2 separate regions of the Rattus norvegicus genome follow, and region 1 is linked to region 2. The links are chromatin contacts, called in public Hi-C maps. All regions are on one chromosome and are shown on one strand. Each heading gives the region's core, a stretch centred on a gene start, on an enhancer-like site or on the middle of the called end of the contact. The rest is flanking DNA. Distances are from core to core; before and after follow the strand shown.

Evidence for each region. Hi-C and Micro-C count contacts between places; a contact is called where the count stands out from the background.
Region 1: a Hi-C map of the A7r5 cell line shows a contact between it and region 2, with 4 times the contacts expected there. The contact joins two enhancer-like sites. A contact is called at or near these places in 4 of 12 Hi-C or Micro-C datasets (the A7r5 cell line, the Rat2 cell line, kidney and 1 more).

What each region holds. Positions count from the first base shown.
Region 1 is chr16:38,586,649-38,592,890 of GRCr8, reverse strand. No RefSeq gene overlaps it. Among named protein-coding and RNA genes, the nearest start is that of Fbxo8, 130 kb to the left of the region's middle. Within about 2 kb of position 4,085, at least 3 of the 93 cell types and tissues checked have an H3K27ac peak or open chromatin away from gene starts, as enhancers often do. A contact at or near this core is called in the A7r5 cell line, where this site is marked.
Region 2 is chr16:37,922,400-37,928,635 of GRCr8, reverse strand. It overlaps Hand2 (heart and neural crest derivatives expressed 2), which reads left to right. Exons shown (of 2, transcript NM_022696.2): 2 at 15-491. The coding sequence ends at 113. Among named protein-coding and RNA genes, the nearest start is that of Hand2, 6.0 kb to the left of the region's middle. Within about 2 kb of position 4,650, at least 22 of the 93 cell types and tissues checked have an H3K27ac peak or open chromatin away from gene starts, as enhancers often do. A contact at or near this core is called in the A7r5 cell line, where this site is marked.

The DNA of each region.
Region 1 (6,242 bases), core at 2,836-5,335, 660 kb before region 2:
TAGCTGACACTTTCATTCCCCTGTTTTGTTGAAAGAATTACAGGTATCACTTACTTCCTCTCTGATCACTCAGTAACACTATTGCATTCTTTCTGCTACTATATTTATAAGAAGCAGCCAGATTTTAATTAATATTTTACTTGTATAAACTGTACTGTTGACATTATTGTCACACTTTTTGAGTGCATTTGGTCACACGGCCACCCATGCAATGACTCAATGATTTCAGTGAATATTGATAACTAAGAAGCTCATAGCCTAACACCATGCCTTCCATGGGGAAAATGATCACATAACAAAATATATGATGTTTATAATTTCAAGTCAGTCCAAACAAATAAGTAACAGCTTTTATGTTTTTAGAGCCTCATAATCTTGTGATGTAACTTACAGAAGAGTCAAGAGGCAGTCTGCCCTCATTTATGAAGATGTAAAATTATTCACACTCAGGTACCTCTTGCTGCTTTCCATCACACAGAACTTGTTACATTATGACAAGTCAAAATTAAAGGGTGTAGCCATGAATGTGACGGGGAACCTCACAAGCAGATAAGTCGTTCATTGTTGATGACTTGCTGAAGTCAAATTGTGAAGTTTTCTTTTTAGAGAGGTGATTATCACCTCTGTGTGTTTTTTCATATTAGACAAATGAAGCGTGAGATAGTTCAACTTGACTTTAAAACAAAACTCAACTTTTATGATGACATTAGAGTATGGCATTTCTGTGCCAACTGTTGGCATCTATTTATAAAGAAGTTGTCTTTGCCCATCATACTGTAGACTGGTAAAACACCATTACATCGCCCAGAGACGTGTAATCTGCATTACTGCATTATGCTCATGGTATGGAATATAAGTGACTATTCAAATATCTGTTGAATCAGACTATCCCCCTGTTAAGCTGTATTTCCAGAGACATTCACTTGGTTTTTCTCATGATGCTGCTAGAACTAGTTAAATATGGTTTCTCATATAGGTAAATTGTTAGGCATTTAGGCTGCTGGGAAAAAACTGAGTGTTTTCACAATAGTATACGAATTGTTTAATTTCCAAAATTAAGTTCTAATTGCCAAGCAAAGAAAGCCTTTAGTACATAAAACGTGTTATCCAAACTAAATCTTTTTTTGATATGGAATACATTTAGAAAATGAAAAAAGTCAGTATTTATCACTCTTCAATCTTGATAAAGGTTAAACTTTTTTATCTCAGGGACTTGAAAATCTTAGGATTTTCAAAATGCTGCTTCCAGATAATAAAATGCTATTGGGCAGCTATGAATAAATCTTAGTGGATAAAGGGCATGCTGTATAAACACAGAGCGCTCAATATGATGCTCAGAACTTATGATAAAACATAAAATGCTAGGTACTGTGGCACATGCTTATATTCCAAGTGTTGGGGAGGCAGAGAGAGGCAGATCCATGGCCTACTGTTGAGTTGCAGACTGGTGACAGACATTTTTCTAAAGAGGGGAAAAAAAGAGGTAAAAACCACCTAAACCATTTATGTAGTTTCTCGACTTCCACATACACATGCATGAACTTGCACACACCCCCTCATACAGAAATTGCATGTATGCATGCACACACACACACACACACACACACAAACACACACACACACACACAGAGAGAGAGAGAGAGAGAGAGAGAGAGAGAGAGAGAGAGAGAGAGAGAGAGAGAGAGAGTAGGGGCGGTGGGGAGGGAGAATGCACTGTTACCATCAATTTCTTTTTATGTGATTTAATATATATATATATATATATATATATATATATATGCCTAACCTTGCAAAGACTTGATGAACCAGGGTGAGGGGATACCCAGGGGCCCCCTACCCTCTCATAGGAGAGGGGGAATGAGGACAGGGACCCTGTGAGGAGGGGCCAGCAGGTAGGGCTAGCAATCAGGATATACAGTGAATAAATAATGAATTAATTAATGGGGCAAAATTATCTTCACATAACTGCTGGTTCATAAAGAAATAGTGTCTTGCTTTTTAAAGAACTAAGAGATTATTTGATTGAAAAGTGTTGTAATTCACAGAGTATGTTCCATATTGTAGGACTGTTTTCATGTTCAGAAATCAGTCCATTATAAAGTTAAACACTAGGTGGCAATAGAAATCCCCCTAAATTGGATATGCTCTTGTCTTTGCCTATTACCCTTACACTGAAATAGCTTATCTCTGATTGACTTCATTTGTTTCATAGAGAAATTAGAAGCAGGAAGCGATGTGTCCATCATATGTCTCTCAGCATGACTGTCCTTTTCCTTTTAAAGAACTGCATTTAATTGAAACAAAATATCATCTGTCACAAGACTTAGAAGTAACTTCAGTATTTTATATCTACATATACATACGTACACATGCATACTTGGAATATGTTTATTTCATTATGAATATGTATTGATATGTGTGTTTATAGATGCTAATGATGAATCATCACACAAGGTTTTATCATACAAAGTTGAGATGTATGCTTTAACATACACATCCCAATGTGAGGCATTAAATTTGTAAGATATCATAATGTGATGGTTTTGTTCTGCTTTGGCACTACATTTCTACTAATGTGAAGATTTTCCTTGAAGCAGTGTGTTAATAGTGAATTATCTTTCAACAAACACACTTTTCTTAAAATCTGACATCCAAGAAGAAGGAAAATATTTGGACAGTAACAGTACTTGTTAAAAGTATCTACCCAACCTCTGCTAGAATGTGTTCAAATTGTTACCTAAATGCCTTTCATGGAGAAAGAAAGGCAGAATGCTTGAGTAACGAGGAATCAAGGAGAATAAATATTACATGGTTGACTGCCTATCCTGTTTCAATAATATTCACATTAACCTTGAGCCACACACAAGAAATTGGCCACCAGTTTGTTTTGGGGGATGGGTTTAAAGTGCTAAATGTGACAATGGGGATCTATGTGCCTTAAGCTACTAGTTAGTTTCAATTATGCTGCCCTTAATTAATTAAGTAATTAATTGATTGATTAATATTTATTTATTTTCTCCCACATCACTTGAAGTTAGTTGAGTTGGAAGGAGACTTTCTGGTGAAATGATAACATATATTTTTGGGTAAAAATAACAACAGGTCTTAAAAGTAACTTTCCTAATTATTTGCTGCCAGTATTAATTGATCGGTCTTGAAACTAATATTCAAAATAATGTGTTCTCATTTCATCATGGTGAAAACTCACTGCAGATTAAAAAGTCTAAAGACCCACTTGAATGTATAAGTCTGTGTGTTGTATAGTGCTTGATTGGATGCTGAATTTAAAAACAACCCCAAAAGTCATTTAGGGAGGACTGCGATTCAATAAGGAGTTTCTGGGGGATTTGACAGTGTGATAATTTTGAAGCAAGCTGCTCTTATTCTTGGGGACAAGGAGTTATGTTCACTGCAGAAAAGTTTCAAATATGTCACCCAAAACAGGTTCCCCACTCCACGTCTCTTCTCTTCTCTTCTCTTCTCTTCTCTTCTCTTCTCTTCTCTTCTCTTCTCTTCTCTTCTCTTCTCTTCTCTTCTCTCCTCTCCTCTCCTCTCCTCTCCTCTCCTCTCCTCTCCTCTCCTCTCCTCTCCTCTCCTCTCCTCCCCTCCCCTCCCCTCCCCTCTCCTCCCCTCTCCTCCTCTCCTCCCCCCTCCTCTTAGAGAGAGAGAGAGATTGAAAGGCAGAAAGAGGGGGACGATAAATGAAAAAATATTTAAAAATGGATGCCCCCAAGGTGTGTTGGTATAGATTGTGTAATATGCTTATATTGTTGGCATTTCCAAACTAAAAATCTAGGAGAAGAAAGTCAATCATTCTTAATTTCTTGAAATACACTACAGAAAATAAACTGCTGTTGCTCTTTCCTACTCACGTGGAATGAGTCTACCACTTTCTCTAGTTACTCTGTCCTTGATTCTGCTCTTATTGCTCTTACCTGGTTTCTTAGGAATGATGGTTTTGTCTTGTGGATAAGAATTATACTTGTTTCTTGAATGGATTGCAGTCATGCACAAGGCAAGGTTCTGCTATTTTACAAAGAATGCCAGTCACTTCTTCCATAATCCCAGCTACACTGAGCAGAACGAGCTTCCAGGCTGAGTCATCCATTCTCACTGCAAATCGAAACTATGATTCTGAAATCAAACTTTGTAAACCAAAGCAGAGGTTCAGACCCCTAAGAAGCATGTTGTTTTATTGAGTTATCAGCTAAAATGTTTGCTCATGTAACAACTCCAACATCAATAAACAATTTAAAGTGAATTTACTTTAGAACATGAAACATCGAGTCTTTTAGGAGGTCAAATAAATGACAGAAGCCGCTAAGTTCATCACATCTATATAAAGCAAACAGTCACAAATGCCATGTGCTATTTGGTATGTCACTTCATTCAATAAAAGAAGGCAACACATAGTAAAAGAAAATGCTTATAAATATCTGAAATAATGGAAATTGTATTTATTTCTTGTATTAGCATAGTGTTGGAGCATAAAAATATTTAAGGATGTTTCAGCATTTGCACACATTAAAAGAAATCAGTGCCTGTTATCTGCCATGTGTCTTCTGGATGGAATCACGAAAATTAAAAAAAAAACAAAAAAAAAAAAAAACAAAAAAAAGCCACTTAAGCTTTTCTTTGTTGAGTTTGCAACATATGCTTGGAAGAAATGTATTTCACTACTGATTTGCTCACCATATTTCTACAAGTTTAGTAATTTAAAACATTCCTTTGTCATATAAACATATTATTGTTTGAAGTTGTATAAAATGCCTTCTAAACACATCAACATTTAGAGTCATTTGACTTAAATAAAGCAAGCTTCTGTGGGGGCAGCACAAAGCTGCTCATCTCAAATGCTAGTATTTTTGCACTTTAATGACTATGTTAATTTTTTTGTATTTTGCTTTTTAAAAATTGTGGAAGTTCCCCTTTTTTCAAAGTTCTATTAAATAATTGGGTTCTGAATGTGGAAAGAAGAGTCTATTTCATTACAGTTTGATATATCAGAGGGCGGCCTTTCAGAAGCTGAAAGGGTATCTCTGTTTTACATATCACGTATACACATTCTGTTGGTAATAGGACACACATGGAATAGGAAAGACAAGGACTGAAGATGCAACAGGAAGTGATTTTAAGTGCACACTTCCATTCACGCAGTGATTTTAAGTGCACACTTTCATTCACATTTAACAGCTGATATCAAAAACTGTCCCGTGAGAAGCTTCCATATTTTAGAAACCACAAGTCAATCCTGAGTCGTAACGCTTATTCTTTGAGATGGTTCCGTTATGCATGAGAACGTAGGAGAAAGGGAACAAATGTTAGCTTCTCTCAGGAGTGGAGGAAGTTTTGGTTTACAGGGAGCTGCTTGCCAAGGAAAGAGGGAGGTTGTAATTTGTCCCTTTCCAACGAAAAGACAAACCTAAAATTCCAAGGGATGGAAGCATACTTTTTGATTTTTCTAGAGTCTAGAATCTAGGTAGTGAAACTATGTGTTAGAGGAAGTGCAGTGGTGTTTTGTCTTTGTTTTCTTCTCTGATTTAAGGCAGGCCATAATGTCTGCCTTCAGTCGTTAACAGTGCCCTGGGCACCCTGATCCCACCCTTAATATCCTCATGGTGCAATGGCTGCTTCCTGCCTAATTTGCTGACACATGCATGTTGCCCCTCACCTATGGTGCTCGGGAGACTGACAGGGCATGTGGATGGGGTTTATTGCTGTTCCTCCATGTGGGGTTGCCTTAACAGAGATGTCTTGCCGAATACCCGTCGGTTTAGGAGAATCTGAGATCAAGTCTCAGTTTTAGCCTGTTTTGATGAGAGAATTTGTTCTCAGGGCTTCTGAACTTCAGATTGTTGAGAGTAAGCTTGTAAATGCTTGGCCAAGAAATGCCTTTTAATTTTTCCTTCTGTAGCTTTGACCTCGGAATCTCCATAAAGACCACATGGTCCTTGTCCATACGTTGTATGTTTTTCTGCTTACAGAACAGAAGCAAACTTTCCTACATATCAGGCAAAAATAGAAACAGGAAGACTTTGAAAACCATTTAACTTGCTTATTAGAAGTCGGAACTCTTTGCAAACTGTCTATTTTGAAATGTTCGAGGAGATGAAAGGCAGTGGTTACAGATAAGGGAACGGAATGGGGAAATTGTAGCTTGGGCTACGGTTTGAAGCATGTAGTTTGGAATTCACTACGCCATTTTTAGCGTTCCATTTTCTCATTTCAGTTTTCCTTTGTTT
Region 2 (6,236 bases), core at 3,401-5,900:
CCCTTTCTGTCTAGAATGAAATCTTGAAAAGTACAGTGAGCAGCAACGACAAGAAAACCAAAGGCCGGACAGGCTGGCCACAGCACGTCTGGGCCCTGGAGCTCAAGCAGTGACGAAGAGGAGAGCTAGTGAGCCGGGGGCCAAGGCGCCAGATGCTGACCCAGGACTCCCCGAAAGCCCTTGGTCTCTGTTCTGAGGACTTCTTGCAGTTGGATCATCCGGTTTATTTATGTGCAATTTCCTTTTCCCTCTTTCTGCCCCCCCCCCAACCTTTGAGGCATCTGCTCCCCACCTCCCTCTCAAAAAAAAGTGGATATTTGAAGAAAAGCATTCCATATTTTAATATGAAGAGGACACTCCCGTGTGGTAAGGGACCCCGTCATTCTGTGTGTGTGAATGTTCCCTCTTGGCTGTGTAGACACCAGCGTTATCCCCCCCCCGCCCCTTTACCCAACTCTTTCCAGATAAAAAAAAAGTGGACACTAGTGCATATATGAAGTGTATCTTTTTAATACTCGGCCTTTGGATATAAATATTCCTGGGGGTTATAAAGTTTTATTTCAAAGCAGAAAACAGGGCCGCTAACATTTCTTTCGGGTCGGTTATCTAGTGCTGTCACATTTCAAATGTCGTTGTTCCCTAGTCGAAGACATTTCCACTGGCTTCTTGTTTTGTGCGCTTCTGTCCTCCAAAACTAAGTGGAATTTAATTAATATTGAAGGTGTAAACGTTGTAAGTATTCAATAAACCACTGTGTGTTTTTTTTACAAAAAAAAAAAAACCCTAATCTTTACATGGGTGATACCTCAAAAGAATTTTGAAAACAAAGCTGTTATATTTGTTTTCATAATATTTAAAATATTCAGAAGTAAACTAAATTATCGTAATTGCCTCCAACTTTATTTAAAAGAGTCAGTGGTTCTAATCAATCAACTTGATCCGAGGCTCCCTAGATGAATGAGCTATTATTGAAGCAAACTGTCCTGGTGAAAATCCTGACCAAAGACCTGGGCTTCTACCCCGTCCCCTCTTCTTGCCGAAGCTCCCAGGAGAGCTTTGAGTGGTCTTTAGGAGTATCTGGTTGAGAGAAGGATCTGCGGCCACGTGCAGAAGGTTTAGGTGGCCTTGTTTTATAGGTATATATCGGAAGCCCTGTGCCTGGTTCTTCATTTTGTGTTTAGGGAGCATTTTTTTTTCTTTCCTGTGGAGGAGGTGTGAGGAGGATCCCAGGCCTTATTACAGGCATAGTCTGAGGCCTTTAGTTCAAAGTACAGGGCTTTTATCCAAGTCTCTCTTTTTTTTTTTTTTAAGAGAGAGAAAAAAGAGAAAGGGGGTTTAGCTAGCTGTCCAGATTGGAAGATTCTCATATGAGCAGCGGCGGTGGAGGAGGGGAGTCTTTTGAAAAGAGTCTATGATTAGGTAACAAGGAATTTTACGTCAAGTAAGAAATCGCGAACAAGACCACAGATTTAAAGGGGGGCAAGGGGTTGGGTTAGATTTACAAGGAGCTACAGGGAACTCAATATTAACTGCTCTCGGTGTCTGGAGTCTTCGAAGCTGCAGCTCGAGCAAGTGGCAACCTACCCCTGAATAGTGGACCCCTAGAACTTCACCAGGCTTTGCTGTTCTGGGGTCCTGTACTGCCGCTTTTCCCTAGGTTAAACAGAGCTTCACTCCTGGTTCTAGAAATCAAAGAAGCTGAAGTGCTATTAGGAATGGGTGGAAAACTGGGGGAGATGAAAAGTATTTAAACGTGGTTTGTTTCATGAAGTTCCATGACCAGACTTTCATGAAGTCTGGTGTTGTAGAGCCTTGCCTAAGGGTTTCCAGTTTTAGCCATCCTTGGGGTGATATTCACACCTTACCTCCAGGCACAAACCCTCGTTCCCACGGCTCACTCTTGGCTTCCCTGACCCGGGTGGTCTTCAGTCAGCCAGCCCAGCCCTTCGTGGGTGAGGGGGGGCGGGTGTGAGTGGTGTTTCGGACTTCTGCGGATGGCTGACAACAGGAGGGCGAGGGGTTAGAACAACTAGGCCAAAGCGATCTGAACTTTCTCCCCTTAGGTCAGCCGATGCTGGGCCGACCTGGTGGGCAAGGGGCTGTGTTTACAGACACATGCCTTTGTTTATAGCATGGGGATGATGGTTGGCCAGGTTTTCTGTAGCTTTCTGGACCATTGTCTGTTTGACCAAGCGGCTCTCTCCTTTGGCCTGCAGAGGTCTTCTGCATCTTCACTTTTAGCTCACTTGCAGCTCAGAAGAAAGATTCCATGTTTTAGAGCTAGAAGAAAGGAATCTAAGAGGGTTCTAGAATGGACAGAGATGAGATGGGTTACCACCTAAACACATCTGTTATCGTCACCATGAGCTTGTGTGCCTGTGCATGCCTTTGTCTTCTCTTCTAGGCCTTAATGGATTCTGGTTTAATCAGCTGTTCTGCTTCATTAAATTCCAGCACAAGGGAATCAAAAGATCCTAGTGCACTGTTCATAGGTGATCATTTTACTAATCTTGGTGCGTTTGGACTGGCAATCCAGGCATCCATCCCTGTTGACTATCTAGAGTCATTGAGCTGCAGAGGCCTCTCTCCCCCCAAGTCAGTACTAAGCCCCAACGTTGAATCCACCCTACCACTCCAACCGTCCAGGAAACCCAACTGGCTAGAATCCAGCTGACTTAGTACTAAAGCCAGTTGAAAGCCCAGATGCTCCAAATGCCTCAGCTGAGCAAACCAGTTAACTGGACACAGTTCTAAACTAGCTGGACCCTTCAACCTGCAGAACATACAGATAATCCTTTCCTCCGTCTGGAATCTAAACTGTTCCAACATCCCCAGCCACATATTTTGCCTTGTCAAACTCCCATGGGGTGGGCTAGTGTGCTGGGGGGGGGATTTCTGCAGTGATTCTATGCTTTTTCTCAGCTACACACTTTTTATTCTTTGTTTAAAGGCGGTGGAGGAGAGAGATTCTGCTTGTGGGAATGGCTAAAGGGCCTCTGCTTTAATTGCTCGGATAATGTGTTTGCTGCCATTTTGTTAAGAGCAATCACTCCTGCAGCGAATTCACAAGCGTTCTAGACAGGCCGGAGCCGACAAAACATGTAGGATTTGACGTTAAAAGCTAAATGGGAAGTTGGGGCACAGAAGGTAAATTGATGGTCGATCTGGCTGTCAGAGCTCAGCCCCAGACCTCTGCATGGACTAAGGTCTGATAACCCTGCAGCACCGACAGGCTGCTCTCTCTCTCTCTCTCTCTCTCTCTCTCTCTCTCTCTCTCTCTCTCTCTCTCTCTCTCTCTCTCTCAGCTTGGAAATGAGTCTGGAAATCTCAGAGTGGACCTCAGTCAGTATCCTCCACGGCTGGCTTTCCTAGGACGTTTGCTCCCAGCCCACAGACACTGACAGCAGCTACCAGACAGCTTGTCCAAAATGATAGCTAGGTCACTGTGGGACTGTGCATGCCTACGAAAACCTAGAGACACACTGAGTAAGCAGGAATTTCTGGCTAGTTCTGTTGCAGCATTTTCTTTGAGGGGAGGGTTCAGAATTTAGATTGTAGAAGGAACTGCTGGTGAGTTGATTTCAGCGTTGAAAAATGGGTGCAGCAGTGTCACCGGCGATGCCACTCTCCGTGACCCTTTAAAAATGTGTCTGCCTCACTTCCCGGTGGAATGATGGCCCAATCTGCTTCCCTTACCTGTAGTTCTGCTGGTTTCTGCCCCCCCACCCCCAGCCGCAGAGAATCTCAAAGCCAGTCTCTCCTGGTGTCAAAGTATGGGCAGGGGGCAGGGGGCAATTTAGGATTTCAAATTTGAAAGGAAGAGGTGTGAGGAATGGAGAGTGATCTCAAATGCAAAATTGCGGGAGGCAAGAGCTTGGGGCTACTCTACCCCACCCCCAGACTTTGAGCAGAGAACCGGGATCAGGTGCTAGGGCCTGAACTGCGTCACAGGGCTACCAAACAGAGCAAGGGATGGAGCGAAGCCTGGACTTGCATGAGAACAGCGGGCCTACAAAGTATAGAAATCTGTTCCACGAACCCTGAATCTTTTCCCATATGCCATTTCTCAGATCGTTTGTGTGGGTATTGTGGCTTATCTTCCACCGCCGCCTTTCATTTATCTTGCTTCTAGTGCGCGAGCCCTACCTACGCACTCCGAGTTGGAAGAAGGGTCGGCTGGGGAGCCCAAAACAGAGTTTGTTTGAAAGGGAAATCTGTGGTGCATAAACACTATGGACTACTGAATCCGGTCCCTGGCATGATTATTTTAACCTAGGAGAATTGGAGCCTCTGAAAGTCAAATCCTCTGGCCCAGATCTCCGCAGGAGGAGAGGGCACTAGCATGTCTCCTTTCCGCTCTTGTCCCAGCCCTCGGATCTTGTGGACAGAAAGAAAAATCGCAAGGAACCGCTCTCAGACTGGGGTTCAGAAACGGGCTGGAGGCCCCCCCAGCAGCCTAAATTGCCCCTGTGGAGATTATCGGGGTGTGTGGAAGAGATCCGTTAGATATTTTTAACTGTTTAAAAGAGGAAGAAAGGAGGCTGTTCCAAAAAAGGAAACCAATCTCACGTTTCCGGGGGCCGGACAGTTCTAAAAAGCGCCGCCTCACCACCCAGCCGGTGTGCTTCGAAGCATAGCAACTGTCTGCTCCAGTCATTAGCCTAGAACGGCCAGAGCCTTTGGCCGGCCAGCCTCCTGGAAGTAAATGGAACGTAGTCCCGGACTCACGCCCACAATTCTAACCCCCCGCCCCCCGATTCTCACCGGCTCCGCAGATTCTCACCGTTTCACCCGGCCCAAGTCAGTAATCTTGCAGAAGCGAGAGCAACAACCCCCTGCATATACATTCCCTCCAAATTTCTCCGGTATTTGGACCGCTTTGATGATCAGATGGTAGAGGCCTGATTACAAATTTATTCCCGGCCTCTCGGACCGTCTTTATCTCCGCTATTAGGGACATCTGGGAGTGATTAGTGCCGGGCCCGCTCCCGGCCGCGCTTTGCTATCTCGCCGCAGCGAGGCCCTGAGGCTCGCTGACGTCAGGGCAGACGGCCCGGAGCCATCCCAGCAGAGCTAGCTGGGTGTAATCGGCGGCTGCGCGGCCAAGTCCTCCCGGGGCCAGGCAGGCAGCTGGAAAGCCCCATCCGCCTGCGCGGAGAGACCTTCTAAATAGATATATTTTTATCCGGGAACATTTTTCTGTCTTGTTTTGCTTTCCTTGTTTGGGGGAGAGGAGGGGCCAGTTGGCGATGCTTACTTGAAATCTTCCAAATCTCTCTGTCTTGTGCATCCCTCTTAGAAAAGCCGTTGACCTTTGGTTCCTACCGATCAGCGCTCCTTTGCTACCCAGGAACCAAGCGCTGCTTCCCAACACCAATAGAGGCAGCTTGGTGGTGGTGGTGGTGGTGGTGGTGGTGGTGGTGGTGGTGGTGGTGGTGGTGGTGGTGGAAAGCCAGAGCAAAATGGGGACTCACGTGGTTATGAGTAGCCCTTATGTGGCCAAACGACACGCAGGAAATTTTTTAGAGGTATCTAGTGTCCTGCCCACAGCATCGGGCTGTGTTATACAGTTCTTGTGATCAAAAATGGTGGAAATTTCTGCCTTAGGGGACGACCTGGCAGAAGTGATTACAGAACATCACTTCTCTTGAGACTGCACCTCTGCACCTGCTTTAGAGTGTAATAGATCTAGTGGCAGCTGGCCAGCTGGAGACACCTCTTGAGCATGACACGCGACTAGCGTGGGCAGCTTTGTCCTCTGCTGTGTTGCGGTGTCCAGAACAGAAGAACGAGATCTGTGTAAGATTCCTAGATGCTCACGACCTCTGACCCCGCTAAGCTGCTGACTGGCAGGGCAGGTGCTGTGCCGAACTCATTATCTGAACTGTCTAGGATGGGGCTTTCCCTTCCCCAGAGAAATAACAAGATTACAAATTCACCCATATTTCATCCAAGCCTCCAAAAAATCCTGATTGGATAGGCCAGAAACTTCATTTCAGAGCTTGCAATTCTTAAAACCCCTGCAGAAAATTCTAGAACCGCCACAATTAGTTCAGAATCTTAGGAATGTTTTCCTTGAACCACCAAAAATATTGTCTGGTGTGGGTAAGGGTGACAGTATCGAATATGAAGAAAGACCAGGCCAAGGCCTCCATTATTAAAGTCTACAGCCTTCAAGAGAATTGGCCATGGAATGTATCGTGCTATATCTCAGTTTACCTTGGCCAGTGATTGAT